3 separate regions of the Sus scrofa genome follow, and all the other regions are linked to region 3. Evidence: chromatin contacts called from public Hi-C and HiChIP or PLAC-seq data. All regions are on one chromosome and are shown on one strand. Each heading gives the region's core, a stretch centred on a gene start, on an enhancer-like site or on the middle of the called end of the contact. The rest is flanking DNA. Distances are from core to core; before and after follow the strand shown.

Region 1 (3,217 bases), core at 198-2,697, 170 kb before region 3:
TTTCCAAACTGGAACAAATAAATAAGGATGCTCTTTGCCACTAAAGTAGGGGAGCCTTGCTGTATCTCTTTCTTGAATGGGGGAAGCCATGTTTTGAAGGACCATTTTCTTCCATGTGGAAATATTTATTTGCTGGCTCCTGCAGTGCTGCCAGGAAGTGCTAAAGCATCTCCTGTTAGAGTTTCAGAAGCAAATTGCTTCTGCACCGTTGTCTTGAGTTGCTGGATTAGGCTGTGTTTTCTCTGCCTCTCCCTGACGACTTCATCAATCTTTTTTTTTTTTTTTTTTTTTTTTTTTACTATAAGAGACTTTCATTTATTGCTCCTAGAAAGCCAGGGGCATCGTAGTGGATTTCTTTGGCAGAATCCTTGTTTCATTATCGAGAACCTGCGATGTGCTGGGGGATGGAGAGAGGTGGGGTCGCCTGACCAGGGCCCTCCTAGGTCCAGCTGTTGCACCAGGGACCCTCCTAGGCTTCCCCCCACCTTGAGCTGAGGGGAAGTGTGCTTTTTTGTGACACACACTGACTTGAATCCTTCAGAGATTTAAAAGATGACCTCTTTGCGCCCACACTTCGCCGTTGCCAGCGGGAAGAAGAGAGTTGCCAGGATTTTTGGCTCCTGAGGCTCTGGGCAAAGGCACAAAATGGGATGGAGGGAGGGGTGTGGGGAGAGGAGGGCTCTCCCAAGTGCCTGTTTTGCCTGGTTTACAAATACGCTTAGGTTGCACTTAGTCCTTGTGCTTTTAAAAGTGAAATTTTGGCATTGTGCAGTTAATCCAGACTAAAGCTCTTTGGTATATTGACTTAAAAGGGCTTCAAATGGCCAAACCTCTGCGGCTTGGGGAACATCTCTGGAAAGGTTCAATGGAGCCATTTTCTAAAGCTTTGTGGCACAAGCCCAGGATTCTCGGCCCCACTGAAGCTGCTGAGGGAAACGGGGTTCTCCCAGCAAAGCTGCCGCTCCTGTCTGGCCGCCTCTGAGTTGACAGGGGAACCGCGAGCGCTGAAGGGCTACAGGCACAGCCATGCAAGCATCTCCTTTGCAGCGAGCAAAACTGCATAATCTCTGTCTGTGTGGCCGCGGCCTCCAGAGAAACTAGCAAGATCCGGAAGAGGCCGAGGAGGCGCGGCCCAGGCCGGCCAGCAGGGGGCGCCACGGGCCCCGCCGAGACAAAGGCCGCCGCGCAGAGCCGGGAAATGGAGGCCGCGCTGGAGCCGCGGGCCCAGGAAGAACTGTTCCCTCCCTGGCCCAGCCGAGCCGCCGCCTAAATCCCAGCCCAGCGCCTCCCTGGTGGGCTGAGCCCACATCTTTACTAGGATGTCGCGGGCATCTGTCCCCTCATCACCAGAGCGGCTGTGAAGCGGGCCGCGATCCTGGGACCCGGGGCCGGCGTCCTCAGGGCCTGAGTGTCCCCTGCTCTGTGCGGCGACAAACCCGAGTCCCGCTGGGCCACCGGCCGGGGCACGTACTCCGGCATGGTGACCTGCCGGGTGGTGGCCTCATTCCAGGCCAGGCGACTGGGCGACCGGGAGAGCAGCCCGCCTTCCGCTCCCGGGAGTTTGCACGATCTGCAGGCACACGCGGCGCAGGCGATCCGTGGATTTTTTAAGGGGCCCCGGCCGCGCTCCGCGACCCTGGAGCCCAGAATGTTAACAAAATTGCTTTCATGTTGCCGGTCACGTGACCGCCGGGGCCCTCCTCCCTATCTCACCTGGTTCAGAACCCGCCCTTCCGTCTTGCAAGGGTATCCCTAGCCTGTGGGCCCGGACGCTGAGCCTGCGAGACTGCTGTCAGGCTCCAGTGCAAGTTGGGTCAAAGAGGCTTGACTGGACCTGCTGGGGGAGCGCAGGGCCTCTAATGAGTCCTCAGTTCACTCCGGCCTTCGGAGAACAAAAAGAGGCCTGTGAGTCATGGCCAGCCAGCTTCTCTCCCTCAAGCCCTAGACACAGGGAAGCATCTCCTCCCAAGCAGGCCACACCTGTGCCAGCTGCGGATGCTCCCGGCCCTGCTCGGCATTCCTGGGCCCTTTTGTCACGCTGCCCCACATGTTTGGGAATTTAATCCACGTTTCACTTTCCCTGGCCACATGGCCTGGTCTTTCCCAATGTTTAGCTGGAAAAAAAAAATCAAAGCCAAGTTTTGGAATTAAACTTCCTGTGTATCTTTGACACATTATAAGAGAGATAGGGAAGAAAGAATTAGGAGCCAGCTTCTGCAGTACTGGTACTTTCCCCTGTGCCCCAGGGAACCAGAGCCCATGCGCCCTCCCCTCCAGAGTTGAGGAAGCGCTGAATATGGTGATTAGGACAGACTGCATTGGATACACTTTCTTTTTTAAGATAAAAGTTTTATTTCAGAGAGAAGCACAAAGCCTCCACTGTCGTGGATAAGCCAGGCCTCGCAGGGACTCAAGGACCTTCCAGAGGGAAACAAAAGGCATTGGCTCTTGATTAAGAAAAGTCAGTGGTGGCCCAGCCCCTGGGGCCTCTCTGTCCCTTCCCTGGGTGCTCACTGCACAGGACTCTGAGCTCTCTCCTCAGGGACAGTTCTGCTCCTTACCTCTCAGACCCCTTACTCCCCCGAAACCCCTCAGCAGATAGGACTGGGTTTACCTCCTGGATTCCCAGGGGGTTCTCACTGGCACCCTGTAGAGCCCCAGCCTTGACCTTCCTCCATGCTTACTTTGGCCCCCTTGGACCTACTCCACTCAAACATCCGATGGCTCCATGTGTATGGATTGAGCACCAAGTGCAGTCCAGAGCACAATTCACTGCCCTGTCTTGGGGCGTAAAACCTACCCTTCCCCTAGTTCACCCTTAACTTGACTTCTCTTTTTTACCCCTCTCTCTATCCATTATCCCCCATAGATGGCATTTTTAACTTCATCCCTCCTTCCTCTTCTTCTTACAAAGTGAAAAGTGAGCATCGTCTCCAAGCCCTAAGCAAACCCTGAAGGACCTTCCCTTTTCTTTACCATCTAAATCTTAAAGGGAACAGGGTTTTTTTGGTTGTTTTGTTTTGTTTTGTTTTTGTCTTTTTATCTTTTCTAGGGCCGTTCCTGCGGCATAGGGAGGTTCCCAGGCTAGGGGTCTAATCGGAGCTATAGCCACTGGCCTACACCAGAGCCACAGCAACGCCAGATCCAAGCCATGTCTGCGACCTACACCACAACTCATGGCAACGCCGGATCCTCAACCCACATCCTCATGGATACT
Region 2 (3,220 bases), core at 450-2,949, 130 kb before region 3:
TTAGCCCCACAAGGATGGCAGGAAAGGAGCATGGGCGATCCCACTGGCTGGAGGCCATCGGCAACAACCCACAGTGTTTGACCTCACAGAGGGATGGGGAGGGAACAGAGTACAGAAAAGCGAAACAATCGGGAAAAAGCCCAGGAGGAAGTGTGTCCTTCAGAATCCCTTTCTCTCTCTCTCTTTTTTTCAATGAGCCCCATTAGTGCAAACTACATATTATAAAATGTTAATGGTCTACACCCCAGTGAGCTCTTAAGCCAAAACCAACAGAAACCTGTCAGCGTGTGGACATAAAGCTCTCTCCAGTATTCCTGTTCGCTGACTTGCCACAAACCTAAAATGCTGCGTCATTTCTGAAGAAGACTGGATATACCCTGGAGGGTGGGCTGCAGCATACGCCTGCAGGAGAGATGCAGAAGAGTCCCAGGGCGTGGGAGAGACCTGCAGCTTTCCAGCTGAGAAGGTGCCACCTCTCTGACACAGAGCATTCCAGAAGGTAGTTTGGATTCAGGCATCTACTTTCCAAGTTGCCCACTCACTTCCATGATTGAAAGAGATGGCCACTCACAGGCAGTGCCACTGAAGTCTCTCTCGTCTCAGCTGATGTGGAAGGAGGAGTGCTTCCTCTGGGTGTGAAGTCTATACTCTCACACCCCACCAAGCTTTGGATCTTTCCAGGGCGGTGTTCATTCAGAGACCCGTCACCTGTGGAGGGGAATGACAGATTTCTCATCCTGACATCTTCACAGAGACACATTCTAAGGAGCCCTCCTAGCCCTTTGGACAGCCTCCCTCCCTGCCTGCTTGGGTGAGTCTGACACAAATTAGAACTATATTTGGGTGTTTTCTTCTCAGTTCCTGCCCTCCCCCACACAGCTTCTTTTATACAAATACCAGCATCTCACTGTTACTCCCAGCTGGAATCACCCTCTGATTTCCGCAGTGCCTGCGTCCAGTATATGTCTGCTTCCTGTTCCTGTGGCCATACGCAAGTCCCTCACTCTGCCGGGCATTTTTTTTTTCCCAGGATTTTGGAATGAATCCTTATAGAGGATCCATTTTAAACCACAAGGCTGATTGCACAGTAAGAGCTAGCATCTGGAACAGCAAATGACCGGACAGCATGGCAAAATAGAAAATATGAAACATTATCTTTTTCCTGAGTTAAAAAATATTTTAAAATAATAAAGCCAATCTGATAGCACATCAAGAAAACCTTTACTACCTTGAAAAGCTAGGAAGAAGAGCTCACTCATTTTAGGGAATATTCCATTTTTTATTTTTTTGCCTGAGTTGCACTTGTTCCAATTTTAGAACATCATTACCTTTGCAAAAATGGATTTTGCTTTACAAGCATTCTCACACGTTTGCCCTTCTGTAGGTACTAATGTCACGTTCAGCCGAAGGAAAACAACAAGCCATACATCAGTGTATCAATGAGCAAAGTAATTCCAGGGCACACAGGAAGCATTCTCATTCCTCACTTCCTCAGGTGCAATTGCAAGATGGACAAGATTTTGCAGTCTTCTCAGCTCCACCCATCTGAGCGCCGCCTGCTCTTGTGGAATAGTTATCAAATTGCTCTAGCAGCGAAGGGGTAAAAGGAAATCTTAACCCGGGCCGTGACACCCCCCAAGGATGTATTTCACCTCCTGATGGCACTGCGGGAAAGTGGGCTGCCACATGCAAATGACCTGAGCAGATCCACCTTCCGATTGGCCGAGGAGCCTCCCGCCCACTACCTGAAACTTGAGTCTGGCCGTGAATACACACAGGTCAAATTCAAGGAAAAAACCATCTCAGAAATGCTCCCTGCAACAAGCAATTTCCCCCAAGAAAGGGATTCTGTAGGACAGTTTGGAACACACATACATTGCATATGAACATCATTTGTTAAATCAAATGATAAAATATTAAATAAATCTTTTTTAGCTCCCAAATACTAAAAGTCTGTGTATTCTGCAATCACAATGAATCAGCAAGTTGTTTTTTCAAGACTTCAAGTTAGTGAAATTGCCCTATCATTTAAACTAAAGCATAGCTTTGGTTTCCTAACGTGGCCAAGGCTTTAGAAAATGTAGACGGCAACATTCCAGCTCTCGGAAAGCTGATGCTTTCCTGACAACTAACATCAAAATTTGAGAGCAAGGTGAGAAGCCGGTGCAGAGATGAAGCTCTGAGTAGCAGAAGGTATCAATTCGGCAGGCTGGGCACCTGCTGGGCTCCAGACGCCCTGGGATCCTGTTAGGAAGTTGCTCATAAATGATCTGATGCCACTCCCCACAGGAACCCTGACAAATAAGTAAGATGGTGTCCATTTTACAGATGCAGAAACAGAGGCTCAGAAAGGCTAAGTAATTTTCCCAATATAGCAGAGCTAGGAAGAAAGCACAGGAGGAATTCGAGCCAAGTTTCTTTAATTTCAGCTATTATAACAGTCTTCTTTAAAATATTAAGCAAAATAAATAAATAAATAAAATATTAAGCAACTACATATTAGTGACAAATTGCTTTTTCATTATTAATGAGAAAAAAAAAAAAAACCTGCCATTATTACTTTCACCTTTGAGAACAAATTAAGAACCAGAGACACAAATACTTTCTCATTTTATCCTCCCTGAATACCACATGGCCAGGAACTTCTGAAAATGAGAGGGCTCCTTCCCCATGTAGTGGGGTCCCCTTCATGATGCAGTTCACAGAGCATTCTGCCATGCATTTCCACAGTGATTGTTGTAAGAATCCTTTCAAGTTGTACACAGCAGGTATGAGTCATTTTTCTCATTTTGCAAATGAGGAAACTAAGGTCTAGATGAGTTAAATGGTTCATCTAAGATCAGGGGGCAGAAATCTGAACCTAGATGGCTGTGTGTGAAATCCCGCCATTTCTGAAGAAAGTTAAATCTTGAGGAGCTAACACCCAATGTCTTCCCGGTTCCATCCATTCCCAGGTCTACTCATAACTTCACAGTTCCTAAGGACCTTTGGAAGATATTCTGGGGAAAATTCTCTTCTGATGCTCTAGTTACACAAATGAAATAGTTTTACACAGTCATTTTCTTTCGAAAGAGAAACATTTATATTATTGATGGACTTAGGGCATGAAGACCCGACAGTTAGCAGAAAGAAGGTCCCTTCCAACCGGCAGCACAATGTCTAAGGCGTCCTGACCTGTGGTCCATGCGTGGGATCCTCATTTACCCATAAATAACCTTTT
Region 3 (3,238 bases), core at 411-2,910:
TCCTGCAGCTCTGCTGGGAGCCCCTGGCCCACTCGGGCGGCGTGGTGTGTTGTTAGGGTTGTGTCCTGGTAACAGTAGCAAGGCCGCTGTTATAGGTCATCGGAAACCGAAGCATATCCCCTCTTTCTTCCACCTTTGTTCCTGGGGGTCCAGATCCCCTCACCTCCCAGAATATGCAGCCTCAGCCTCATCTCGGTTTTGGTGCGACCCTTCCTCCTGGTCACCCAGTGCATTCTCGGGAGAGGCAGCCTGGACCGTTTCAGAGATGGCAGCCTGGCCAGTGGCACAGATGCCGAGAATGAAAGAACGTGCTGATCATACCAGGAGGGCGAGATTGAGGGGTGGCGGGTGGGAACTCACAGGTCAAAACAGTGTTAGGAGGAGGGCAGAATGAGAGGCCTGCGGGCACCAGGACAGGAAGGACACATCAGTAAAAACATACGTGGCCAGGCCGGTTCCCAGGGTTGACCTGCAGAATGGCATCGGTAACACAGCAGTGGTGGCTACACAACCCATGGGTGGTAGGTGGGGGGGGGCTCTGTAGCCACTGGGAGGGGCTTATGGGGGTTCAACATCTGTTTCTTGACCTGGTTGTGGTCACGAGAGCTTCGCCTTAGAGTAACCTATTAAACTGTGCACTCGTTTTGTGTATTTTCTGAATCTGTGATTTGTTTTATCATAAAAAGGCTAAGAGAGTCTGGGCGGGGGTGGTGGCCGCACTGCCTGGGTTGACACAGTGGACAGAGGGCTCCGCTGGGGTCAGCCCCTATGAGGGGCTGGCTGTTGGGGCTTGTGTCCTATTGATTTTGGTCTCAGCCCCTCAGGAAGGAGGTGTCAGCCTATTTTATTGAGGGGGAGTGAGGCTCTGGGTTCACACCTGGGCCCCCTCGCTTGGAACTGGGTTCCGACAGGTGGGTCTTACTGATGGGGCCCCCAGGCTTTGGTATCTGAGCCACCCAGGCGGGATGAGGTTGGAGCTGAGGGGGCCACTGGGCTGCCGTCTCACCTCAGGCTTAGGGCTCCATGTCTCTGACTCTGAGAAGGGGTTGTCCAGGTTCGAGGGGGCTCGCTGCTGGTGGTGAAGGAGTGTTGCAGACACCTGGGAATTTGTCCATCTTCTGGGTCTACAAAAAAGTTGGCAGCAAAAGCCTAGAAACTCCCATCCATGTAGATGCGTTAGCAAGACTGAGGGGCTGGCTTGGAAAGGAAGGCATAGCCAGGCCTGAGAACTGCTTTCACAGGCTTTTATGCTTGCTTTAAGAATTAGATGAACTGAGGCTTCGGGTGCAGAAGCAGGTGAGAGTTACCTGGCAGTGAAGGAGTCAGGTGTCCACACACAGGGACACTTGCTCAGGGTTATTGTGACCTGAAGAGCTGGCAGCCGGGGGTGGCCGTCCTGAAGCAGAGGCCTGTCCTGCTCAGTGATGCTGTCCTGGGGCTGGAGATGGAGCCCCAGGCAGACGTCAGCAGCCCTCTGTGGACCTTCCATGTGGGGCTGGGAGGGGCACTGGAGTGACAGCACTGTGCTGTGCGGTCTAGTGGGCAAGGACCAGGCCTGCCGTCACCCAGTGGGTTTCAGGTGGGATCCGAGCCCCAGGGAGCTTTTGATGGCACCAGAGATTGGGGAGCGTGACAGGCCTTTGCCCTGCTCAAATCCAGCAGTGAAGCTCTGCGGTTAAAACCACATGTGTTCACTGTGTGCTGTGTGAGTGAGTCATAGACAGACATGGGGACGTTTCCTAAAAATACAGAGGGATTTATGACTGTGGTTGTCTAACGGGGAGATGCTTCCCTGTGGCTTGTTAACTGTGATCGAGCCACTGTTAGAACCCATCAGCCGAGCTGTTTCAGATAAGTTCAGGATGCCTTGCCAAAGCTGCTGGCGGTGGGGTGGGGGGGAGAGGTGAGTGGAGGCTGAGGTCTCTGTCCTGGTGACCTGTCCCCCACCTGGCAGAGCGCAGATGTCACCATGTCGGCCCCAGGCCTGGGGTCCTGGCTGCGTCCCGGGAACTTGCAGAAGAGCACATGGCCTTTAGCCGAGTGGTGGCCATGACTATGGTGCAGGGAACCGCAGGGCTCCGCCTGCAGCTGTGGTTCTGAAGACACAGCCACGATGGCGTGTGACTATAATTTTTGTCCAGACTCTAAAAATAAGAACTTTTTCCTATTTTTCTTTTACAGTTAGGTGTGTTAGCTTTAGCGTGTGTTTTCTAGAAATCAAGACATGGAGAGACGTCATTGAGTAGAAGAAATTAGAAGGGACCCTGTGATCCCCACGTGTTTAGTTCATGGTGGTGCCTGCGCTTGGCCACTTGAGGTTTTTAAGGGGATGAATTGATGCGCTCAGCTTTTAAAAATAGCCTCAACACACACACACATTTTCTCCTTTTAAAGAATGGTGTATTCATTGGGGTTTGAGTTCTGGACTTTGTAATCATCTGGCTGTGGGAAAAGGAGCGCATTCTCAGACTCGGGGTCACGTGTGTAATTATCTGGCTGGGCAGTGGCTGCCCCTGGGCGACCCTCCAGCCCAAACACACTTCGATGCTTCTGTGGGAAACTGAGTGTGTGAGCCTGCGCGTGTACTTGGGACCGTGTGTGCAAGGCGGACATGCATCTCACACACGTGCCTGGCGTGCATGCATGCCACCTCTGTGCCTGTGAGGAGGGAAGGATCTGGATAGACAGGAGAGGGTGCGGGCTCAGCGGCAGTGCCTAGGGCGGCCCTGGGGTGACTCAGCAGCTTTGCGGAGAAATACCGGCCACGGACACACTCCGTCTGTGAATGTGCTTTATCCTGGCGCTAGCTCTGCGTCCAGGATCAGTAGTTCTTTTCAGTCCTGAGCACACCTGTAAGCTGTCAGCATTTGGAGAGAAGTGGAAGTTATAAATGGAGGGTGACGGGGACATAGCAGCCTGGAAAAGGTGTTTTTTAGGTCAGAGAAGGAACAGTGTCAGTGGCTGCTGTTCTTAAAAAATGGGTTTAGAGAACAGAACCTAAATGCTCAGAGCAGGGGTGATTTTTCCCATCACTTCCCGTCTCACATCACGCCGGGCTTTTAGTCTGGGCCTAACTTGGTGTTCTGGGGAGAGCGTGGGTCCCTGTCCCTCAGGGGATCAATGTGGGTGCCGAGGGAGAGCAGCTCGTAGACGCCTCAGGACGGCAGAGCAGGGATTCAGAGGGACCTTCTGGTGACGGTACGTGGCTGGGCTGCTGCTTTCACCCTCAAGTTCGAGT

What was found. Hi-C and Micro-C count contacts between places; a contact is called where the count stands out from the background. HiChIP or PLAC-seq counts read pairs in DNA pulled down with a chosen protein or histone mark.
Region 1: a contact with region 3 is called in an H3K27ac HiChIP or PLAC-seq map of skeletal muscle. The contact joins two enhancer-like sites. A contact is called at or near these places in 21 of 47 Hi-C or Micro-C datasets (alveolar macrophages, blood, brain and 12 more) and 2 of 2 datasets of contacts at active chromatin or transcription factors (alveolar macrophages and skeletal muscle).
Region 2: a contact with region 3 is called in a Hi-C map of skeletal muscle, with 2.3 times the contacts expected there. The contact joins two enhancer-like sites. A contact is called at or near these places in 3 of 47 Hi-C or Micro-C datasets (epiblast stem cells and skeletal muscle) and 2 of 2 datasets of contacts at active chromatin or transcription factors (alveolar macrophages and skeletal muscle).

The regions. Positions count from the first base shown.
Region 1 is chr1:147,894,419-147,897,635 of Sscrofa11.1, forward strand. No RefSeq gene overlaps it. Among named protein-coding and RNA genes, the nearest start is that of ZNF516, 92 kb to the right of the region's middle. Within about 2 kb of position 1,448, at least 56 of the 83 cell types and tissues checked have an H3K27ac peak or open chromatin away from gene starts, as enhancers often do. A contact at or near this core is called in alveolar macrophages, mesenteric adipose tissue, retroperitoneal adipose tissue and 1 more, where this site is marked.
Region 2 is chr1:147,930,407-147,933,626 of Sscrofa11.1, forward strand. No RefSeq gene overlaps it. Among named protein-coding and RNA genes, the nearest start is that of ZNF516, 56 kb to the right of the region's middle. Within about 2 kb of position 1,700, at least 12 of the 83 cell types and tissues checked have an H3K27ac peak or open chromatin away from gene starts, as enhancers often do. A contact at or near this core is called in skeletal muscle, where this site is marked.
Region 3 is chr1:148,060,906-148,064,143 of Sscrofa11.1, forward strand. All of the region lies in intron 2 of ZNF516 (zinc finger protein 516), which reads left to right. Among named protein-coding and RNA genes, the nearest start is that of ZNF516, 75 kb to the left of the region's middle. Within about 2 kb of position 1,661, at least 29 of the 83 cell types and tissues checked have an H3K27ac peak or open chromatin away from gene starts, as enhancers often do. A contact at or near this core is called in alveolar macrophages, mesenteric adipose tissue, retroperitoneal adipose tissue and 1 more, where this site is marked.